Regions from separate parts of the Sus scrofa genome. Here region 1 is linked to region 2. A link is a contact called in public HiChIP or PLAC-seq data. All regions are on one chromosome and are shown on one strand. Each heading gives the region's core, a stretch centred on a gene start, on an enhancer-like site or on the middle of the called end of the contact. The rest is flanking DNA. Distances are from core to core; before and after follow the strand shown.

Region 1 (4,426 bases), core at 364-2,863, 440 kb after region 2:
GGCCTTGATGTGTGGACATTGCAGGGAGAGGTATTCCAGCTCTAAACAGACCTGTCTAGTGATTCTCAGCTGGAGTAGCCTGAATCAGGACGTGATGCCCTTCATGAAGCTGGTGTATCTAAGCCCAGGCCGGGACATCATGCAGGAGAGTCAGACATCTGTCTGGGTCATAGGCCTGGACAACCTTCAAGATGTCTTCCAATCTTAAAGGTTTGTGGAGTGCTGAATGAAATTCTAATTTTATAATCTCTGACTCAGATGCTTTGAGTCAGAGGATCTGAGTGGAAGGATCCCAGCTCCTTGTCAGACAGACCAAAGTTTCTAAGATTGGCTGTCATTTGCTAGCTTTGTGACCCTGGAGAATTTCCTTCAACTTTCTGGTTTTTGGGTTTTTTTGTCTTTTTAGGGCCGCACTGGTGGCATATGGAAGCTCCCAGGCTAGGGGTTGAATTGGAGCTATAGCTGCTGGCCCACACCAAAGCCACAGCAAGGCCAAATCCGAGCCATGTCTGCGACCTACACCACAGCTCATGGCAACGCTGGATCATTAACCCCCTGAGTCAGGCCAGGGATCGAACCTGTGTCCTCATGGATGCTAGTCAGATTCGTTTCCACCGAGCCACAATGGGAATTCCCCCCTCAATTTTCTGAATCTCAGTTTTTCATCTAAAAGATGACAGTACCTTTCCTGGCAGAGTTTTGTTGGTATTAAGTGAAACAGTGTAACAGAAGATGAAAAAAAAAAGATCAAAGCAGATTGTGTGTGTGTTAGCAGGAGCGGGGAGAATACAGGACCTCGGCAGTGCTATAAAACTGTACTAGTGCCTACTGGTTAATTTTTGTCTTCGTAAGACCAGGTTACGAGCATCAGGATTAATGACAGGATAAAATAGACTCTGATGGGATGTGGACAGATTTTGGCTTGGATCCTCTTAGCAAGGAAGGGAAGGGTGGGGCCTGGGAGGAGAGGAGGCACCTGTGACTGTGCCGGGGGAGGGGCAGGAGGAAGTCACCCTCTGGCTCTGTTCCTGGGGTTTCTGGCCATGGAGGAGTCTGCTGTGGAGGTGCCCACCCACAGGAGTGGGCCTGGACAAGACCGCCACGACTGGTGTGGCACTTTCAGCTGTGACAGGGACACGGGGTTTCTTTCAACCTTCCCACCTCAGCTTTCTGCCCCAGCTCCTTTCTCAGGCCCTCCTGGTGCCTCTGTCACAGTGTCTCCTCTTAGAAACAGCTCAGCTTGTTCACAAGGAGCTCTAAGTGGCTGACAGAGCTAAACACGCCACCACTCCCAGGGACACTGCACTTCAAGCCACGGGTGACTCTCTGCTGGGGTCCTCTCTTCCACGGCATGAGGGTCCTGGTGGGAGTGGGCACCTCTGGCACCGCCTTGTCTGGCACCGCCTTGTCTGGCACCGCCTTGTCTTTTTGCAGAGCTGACCTAGTCTTGAGTCCGGGTGGACAGACATGAAGGAACAGGCCCCAAGCTTTGCCTGGGGGGGCAAGGCCCCCCCCCCCCCCCCCCCCCCCCGCCCTGGTTGGAGGAAGTGAGTGGGTGGGTCCTGCCTCCCGCTGCATGCTGACTCAGTGATTCCTGGAAGGAGGTGATGTCATGATGTCATGGTGACGGGGCAGTTCCCTCCCCAGCAAAGTCGGTAGGAGAGTGTGTCTCACTGGCACTGAGGCCTGAGGCTCACTTAAGAGTGACCAAGTCCCCTGGATCTTGCAGGCCACTTAATGCCGCCTACAGTGACAGCTCCCTTCTCCAGATTCCCACAGCTGGGATCACTTGTCCCTGCGGTGATCCCATATTTGGGGCAGTCTTGGTTGATCTTAAGCATCCGGCCTCTTTCATTTTCCCTGTGAACACATTCAGAAATCCTAGAAAACCATCCTAGTCTGAGCATGCCTCCTGGGGCTTTGGGCGCAGGAGCCACCAAGCTGGCGCAAACCAGAGCACGGCATCACGGGTATTCTTGTGTCTTTCTCCAGTTTCACATCTGGATGTCTTTTCAACAGTATGAATGGCTCCTCAGAGTCAGAGCTGTGTCCTTTTATTTCTTTTGTCTTCTCCAGGACTCCCCTTCGGGCTGAGGGTGTGGGAAACTAAAAAGATTTGGGGGCAGGGTAGAGGTGTAAGCTCCCTCTCCTGTCCTTGTCAGCGCCCCCCTCCCTTTACTTTGTGGGGGTTGGAGGCATCTGCAGCAGGGGCCCTCTGGGTATGTGAGAACGCCACTTCTTCCAGATCAGATCAGCACTAAATTAAAAGGTAATGGTAGCCAGTCCTGGTGTGGGCTTGGGAAAAACCCGGCTGGATTTGTTGGGGCCTGGGGTGCTTTCAGAAAACCACTCCCTGCTCCCTTTTTCGCCAGAGACTCCCTGGGAGGGACGCGTGTCAGACCCATGTGGAGTAAGACAGGTCCTTTGTCAACTGGAGTCTGGATTCAAATGCCAGCCACCTCCCCTGTCGTTCTCCAGACCAGCTCCACATTTTACAAGGGAGCCCCCATGTGGCCTTGTGCTGCCCGATGCTGCCCCCTATAGGCGGTTAGGGGGCACAGCCCTCACGACTGAGCCTGTGCCACCGGGACGGTGGCTTTTCATCACTTAAAGCTGTCAGAACAGCTAATAGGCCATGAATATGGAGAAAATTAGGCTTCTCCAAGTGAATTGGGTGTTGAAAGACACTGAGATAAATGCTAGAGGTAGTGAGAATTGATGGATGGAGCCCTGCTTACTGCAGCCATCTCATTTAAGTCCAAGCTCACGACAGCCCTAGAGGGGAGGCAGGTGTTCTGAGGCTTTGTGTAATGCATGATGGAATCTAGTCTTAGAAAGTTAAATAATGGTCCCAAGGTTATATATCCAGTAAATGCTGGAGCCATGTCTTGAACTCAGTGACCCCAGAGCTTGGTGACATCTGCTGTGCCATCTCCCTGTGCTAAGAGGGCAGAAGCCGATCCAGGAGGAAGATTCCTTTATCTGTAGTGTGAACAGGGTTCTTTGGAATGAGGGTGAAATTTCACGGAAGGAGTTTTAGCTGTAGTCTCTATGATGTGATTTTAGGGATGCTGGGAAGGTCCCCCTCCCTGGACATATGCTCCCAACTTGCTCATCCCATTGCCTGGAATTTCATTGTAGGGAAGCCATTCTTTTGACTAACATGGGCCAGGAGGTGCTCTCTCCCTAGTTGGAAATATGGGTCCTAAGGGGAAGTTGCACATTAACCCTTGCATTGTCATTCTACCTCAGTGGGGATTAGCTTTTCTTTTTTTTCTTTTTTTTGGGGGGGATTAGCTTTTCTGATTGCTTTATCCCTGTGGGAGAGGGTTAAGAGTATATGGGGAACCTGAAGGACTGGGGTATCTCTGATCGTCTTCCTGGATGTCACAGAAACTCCCCAAGCTGAAAATGTCCCAAGCCAAATGCTTCTTCTCTCTGACCCTGTCCTTTTCTTGGGCATCAAACAGGCCCAGAAGTCTCCAAGTTCTCCTTCACTCCTCCACCTCATTGGTTCTGAAGTCCCACCTGGCCTGCCTCTGAAGTGCTTGAATCTTTCCTTTGCACACCCCCCACCTCTGGTCCTCTCAGGCCCTTGTCAGCTTGTCCCTGGCTTCTTTTTAACCCTAGGGCTTCACTCTTCAGATCCCAGAGCCGCAGCAGCAGCAGCAGCAGCAGCAGACTTTCTAGAGGGTAAATCTGATGTTGCTGCATTTCCTCTTCAGATCCTCCTCGCTCTTAAGGCATGCAGACTCCTTAGTGTTTTATCACAGGTCCCTCAGGACGTCATTGCCACCCTTTTCTTTAGCCCCAACTCTGTCTCCCCTCAGTACCTCCCTTCAGTCACCCTCCTCCATCCCATTTCTCAGTCTGATTGGCAGACACTTTTCCTTTGTCATCTTGAATGTTCCTTCACATCTTCATGCCTTTGCCCATGTGCCAGTTTGGTCAGAAAAGCCCTTCCCTTTGGTGGTCAGCTGACCGCACTTTGGTGAAGCCATTCCTGATTCCCACCTCTCTCCTCCAAGGAGGAGGTAAATTTGTAAATCTCTGTCTCCTCCATGAAGCCTGGATGCATACATGAATGAACAAAGGCTGAGTAGATGAAGTCAGTGAATGAGTGGGTATCCATTTCATAGCACGTGCTGCTGATTTTGAAATGAGTGCAAACCAAACCATGGCTGCATTTATGAATGTTGCTGTCCTGCACTGAACGTGCATGCCTGTGCATTGGTGGGCTGTGCTGGTTCTGTTGTGATAAGTGATTTGATGGGCCTTGAACTTCCACAAGCAGAATAGTTTCAGAACATTGCCATGGAGACGAATGAGGACTCAAGCAGCAGGGTACCACTTAGGCAGTGACAGATTTTACAGAAAATGGTCTTAGACACACCTTTCTTGTCAAAAAATCCCCTAGCTAACAGGA
Region 2 (4,786 bases), core at 83-2,582:
AACTTTGGGGAAAAAAAGGACATCATAAAAGATATTAGTATTTACTAGAGAAATGAACTTCCTTATAATGCAGTAACATGTAGTTTCTCATATATGAAGATGATGCTCTTGAAACACTGTTAGTAGAACAGACACTTGAATTTGCTTTTCAAGTACTGATGATGAAATTTCAGTGTATTGCCCCTGATTTCTAGCATAGGGTGCTTTCTAGTACTGTGAACCACGGTGAACTGTTCAGCTTCTTTGTGGTTTATTTCATTTTGCTATGTCAAATTTTACTTGAAATAAGCAGAGCTTCAGGTAGAAGCTGAAAAATACTGTTTTACATCTATGATTAGATGTATTATTGTGTACACACAGTCATACAATAACTGCTAGTTCTCATTTGTGCTTGTCATGAGGCTTTGAGGAGAGTCTTTTTGCCTTTTCAAGGTTCCTCTTTCATAAAATAAGAATATAGAGCCAGAGCTTTTCATAGGATTTTTTATTTAACTTTCACTGGCTTTTATTTTTTAGATTGTTAAAATTATTAATTTTAGTGATGCATCAGTATCCTGAAAATTATTAGTTTCTGATTTAAAAGTGAATTGTAGAGTTCATAGATTCAGTCTTCATAGACAGAATGATAAAACATAAAAGAAGAGAGCAACATGGAGAAACTATATGAAGAAAATCTGATCCATTTGGGAATAGTTTTTACACAGAATAAACACAGTGGGAAGAGACTGTCCCTGTTTCCAGTAATCTAGTTGAGTGTAAATCTTGGTTTATATTATAGAACATCAATAAATCTTTATAAGAGCATAAAAACTTAGAATCAGTGGCATCCGGGTGACAGTGAAACAAACAAACTGGCAAAAAAAATTTGGAATCAGTGATTGTATATTTTAGAGCTCTGTAATTGATTAATCAAAATTAATTTAGACCAGTTTCAGCCAAATAGAGTAGTATGACCATATTAATATTTTACAGAATACTAGCAAAAGAAGCAAATATATTTGGTGTTGTAGGCTGCTGACTTGTGTTTTTTTCCCTAGGGTCCTGTGCTGCTTTGGTTTCTCAGAAATGTGGCATTTTTTTTTTTTTTTTCAGTGTGCACTGTAGTTTTGTAAGGTAATAAAATAATGAGACATCTAAATTTCGGGATTTTAGAGTTTGAAGGGAATTTAGAGATTATTTGCCTTCTTGTTTGTTTGTTTGTTTGTTTTCAAGTAAGGAAACTGAGGTCCAGAAAGGTTAAATTACTTGTCCAGGATCATATCTAGACAGCTAGTCTCTTGAGCAGAAGGTGTGTAAGCTTTGGTAGTGAGGTCACCCTAACTGTGTGACCCTGAAGAAATCACTTCCTCTTTCTGGGCTTTAAGCTCTTCATCTGTAAAGTGAGAGAACTGGACTTGATGGTTTCTAAGCTCACAGAGCTCTATTTTCTAAGGACCATATAGCTCTAAATTTCTGTGCATTTTTTGTGGTTTGTGTTTGATATATGAAGAGGAGAGAACTTAAAGCATTATTGTTAATAGCACTTTTTTAAATTGTCACCTTTCAAAATTTTTTGATGATATTTTAATGTGTGAATGGAAAGCTGACCCAGTGAAACTTTTATTTAACTTAAATAAAAAATGATGGTCATAGATTAATTTTTTGTTGCAAGATTTTGGAAAAGAGAGATTCTTCATAAACTGTGTATCTTATTTTTAATTGCAAGGAAACAGTGCTGTAACGTTATTGTGATTTTCATTTATAGAACTCTCCCATGAGAACACTTGTGTTGCAGGCTTCAATTTCCCAAAGGTATTATGTTGATTAGTTAGGGTTAACTTGCCTTGCTGGAACTTGTTTTGAAATTTCCAGTTTGGCCACCCGATGGGGCACAAACCACACTTTTTCTTTCACTCACTTCTGCAAATGAAAATCCAGTATAGCATATTTAAAATAACACTTGTAAATGATTATGTCAGTAAGATGCTTTGCATTTCAGAATGTTTCTTAACTGAGTGAATGAGTGTTGTATAAGACAGAAAACTATTACTCTTCTTTATTATTTTTGTATAATAAAGTGTGTATCCTGTGTATTTTTGTATAATAAAGTGAGTATCCTGGAAAGATTATACTTGCCCTCCCATCCCTGAAGGTTGGTTTTGGATCAGTTTTTGGGTGAAGGCCCAGATCATAAGAACCTAAGAGTCTTATTTGACCTGGGGTGACCATGGAAAATCAGTCCTGGCTTCAAATCCAGTCCTAATCTGGAAAACATCTGAGAGACTGAGTTGTGCTGGCTAGAGATTTCAAGTATATTTGCATCATAGCCCCCAAAGGAGAGTACTCAAAACTCCCATGGAGTAAGAGAAGATAGTTGTTTTTTGTTTTTTTTTTTTAATGATTTTCATTTTTTCCATTATAGTTGGTTTACAGTGTTCTGTCAGTTTCTACTATACAGCAAAGTGACCCAGTCATACACATACGTATATATTCTTTATTATTTTTTAAAAGTGATTTTCATTTTTTTCCATTATTGTTGGTTTACAGTGTTCTGTCAGTTTTCTACTATACAGCAAAGTGACCCAGTCACACACACATATATATACATACATTCTTTTTCTCACATTATCCTCCATCACAGGTGACTGAAAATAGTTCCCTGTGCTATACAGCAGGATCTTATTAGAAAATAGTTTTAGAAATGTTAATTGTGTTTGTTTTTGTGCATAAAACAGAAAGAAAATTTTGCTAATATTGAATAAATGGGTTAATACAGTGACCTTGTTTAGGAGGTAGTCGGAGGGCAAACAGCGGTTAATCCAGTTTATGGGTACATAGTTAAATGAGTATATATGGCTGTTACCTAATTTTGACTAAATGAACCCTTATAAAATGGATGTGACTTAAAAAGACTCCTGTAAAGAAGCCTCAGCAGCAGTACCAATAATCAGGCACACGTGAATATCAAGAAAATGGCAGAGCTGGCAATTCTACTTCTAGTACTAGCTTTTTGTCAGCCAAATTATAGAGAAAACAGTGATACTTAAATAGATCTGACAGGAAGTTTGCCAGAATGTTTCAAAATAATTAAGATAATTCTTTGAAGTACTGTTTTGCATCCATTGTCATTTACAGTGAACTCCACCTTAAATAAATATGATATATTAGAGTATTTTGTCTTTAAAAGGTCTGTTTTCCAGCCATTATAATCAGGTTTCAAAATCAACTGAACCCTAAAGTTTGAACTAGGCCTTTGAAATACTATTATCATGAAATGTTAAACTAAAATTTTAAAAAGTAATGAATCTTTTCAGTTAGGTTGTTCTTTAAAAGTATTGTTACTGATGATAATTTCTTAAAGGAGGTTAAAAATATTTTAGTATTATTCACAAATGAAAGGTTAAAATTATTTATTTTATCATTGTCTCAGCTTTTAAAACTTCCATTAAAAAAAATCCTTGTTTTATAATGTAAACAGATGTAGAAGGAAATAATTTATAAATAAATGTACCTATATTGGAGGTGCATAGTAAGCTTTTTTTTTTTTTTTTTTTTTTTTTTTTTTAGTAATGATATGTTATAAAAAATATTTGGAAAATTTTGCTCAAGTTGTACTACTTAACCAGAGCTAGTTTGTGGGTTGCTTGGTATTTAATTGGCCTTTGGGACTGAGAAATTGTCAAAATTCTCTAGGTTTCTTGCCCAATTGTATTTACCTTTTCAGGTCTTCACTCTACCTAGTAAATGCTAAAAGAAGCCAAGTAGACAACACTCATGAACAAGTACTGTAAAAAAATTATTCATTCATTCAACAAATATTTATAGGGGCTCTACTCTGTGCCATGGGCTGATAGATATGTCATTAAATTCTAGTTCTTTTGCTATCTTAAAAATAGAAAAAACAAAAACCAGTATTTTCTTGTGTGTTTTTGGTTTTATATTTCATTTAATGTAGTGCTTTCAAAATTAAAAATGGTATAGAAAGGGGAGATTGCAGATTGAGGACTTGGAACAAGGTTTTAAATTTGAATCTCTTGTGTTAAGTCATATGAAAGAATTCTCCCTGGCTTTTCAAACTTTTTTTGTTATTCATCTTTAAAGTCAATTTGTTTATAGGAGGAGATTTAGTTACTTGTTTCTTCCCATCACCAGGCAGGTGTGGTATCTATGGGGCCTGATCAAAAAATCCTTAAAAAGTTGTTTGTTTATAATAGGTAAGAGGAAAGTACAATTAGCTTGCTGCAAGCAAAACTTAAGATTTTCATATTCTCTGTAACAAGAGGGACAGTTATGTTAAGAAAACATAGTCATTTCTTAATAAAGATGACTGCAGTATTTAAAAAGACCAGACCGTTAACAAGGAGATACAAGTCCTTAGACCCAGTTTTGTCATTGACTATTCATAAATAACTAGTGACCAAGTGCTTTTTTTGAAGATTGAAGGCTGAAATGTAGTCATGGTAAAGTGAGAAGTGTTTTAGATTATTGCATGAATTACTTATTCAGGCTAAATTGGTAAAGTTGTAATTCATGGATTAATCCATGTGCTTTGTGGGCTTTTTCTGTACCTTAGAGCAGTAGTTCTTCAACTCTTTGGTCTTGGGACCATTTGAAACTCTTACAAATTGAGGATTCCAATATCTACTGATAATGTGCTATACTAGAAATTCTGAGAAATGTCTGAAACACAAAAGTATACAAGCTCACCTTCAACTAGCCATCAGATACATGACATCACATTTCATGTAGCCTTTGGAAAACTCCACTGTGAAAGGATGAGAGTATAAAAAGCACATGAAGTTGTAGT

Evidence for each region. HiChIP or PLAC-seq counts read pairs in DNA pulled down with a chosen protein or histone mark.
Region 1: an H3K27ac HiChIP or PLAC-seq map of alveolar macrophages shows a contact between it and region 2. The contact joins two enhancer-like sites. A contact is called at or near these places in 1 of 47 Hi-C or Micro-C datasets (epiblast stem cells) and 1 of 2 datasets of contacts at active chromatin or transcription factors (alveolar macrophages).

What each region holds. Positions count from the first base shown.
Region 1 is chr9:122,680,123-122,684,548 of Sscrofa11.1, forward strand. No RefSeq gene overlaps it. Among named protein-coding and RNA genes, the nearest start is that of IER5, 49 kb to the left of the region's middle. Within about 2 kb of position 1,614, at least 38 of the 83 cell types and tissues checked have an H3K27ac peak or open chromatin away from gene starts, as enhancers often do. A contact at or near this core is called in alveolar macrophages, where this site is marked.
Region 2 is chr9:122,240,484-122,245,269 of Sscrofa11.1, forward strand. The region is part of intron 1 of XPR1 (xenotropic and polytropic retrovirus receptor 1); the gene reads left to right. Among named protein-coding and RNA genes, the nearest start is that of XPR1, 4.9 kb to the left of the region's middle. Within about 2 kb of position 1,333, at least 1 of the 83 cell types and tissues checked has an H3K27ac peak or open chromatin away from gene starts, as enhancers often do. A contact at or near this core is called in alveolar macrophages, where this site is marked.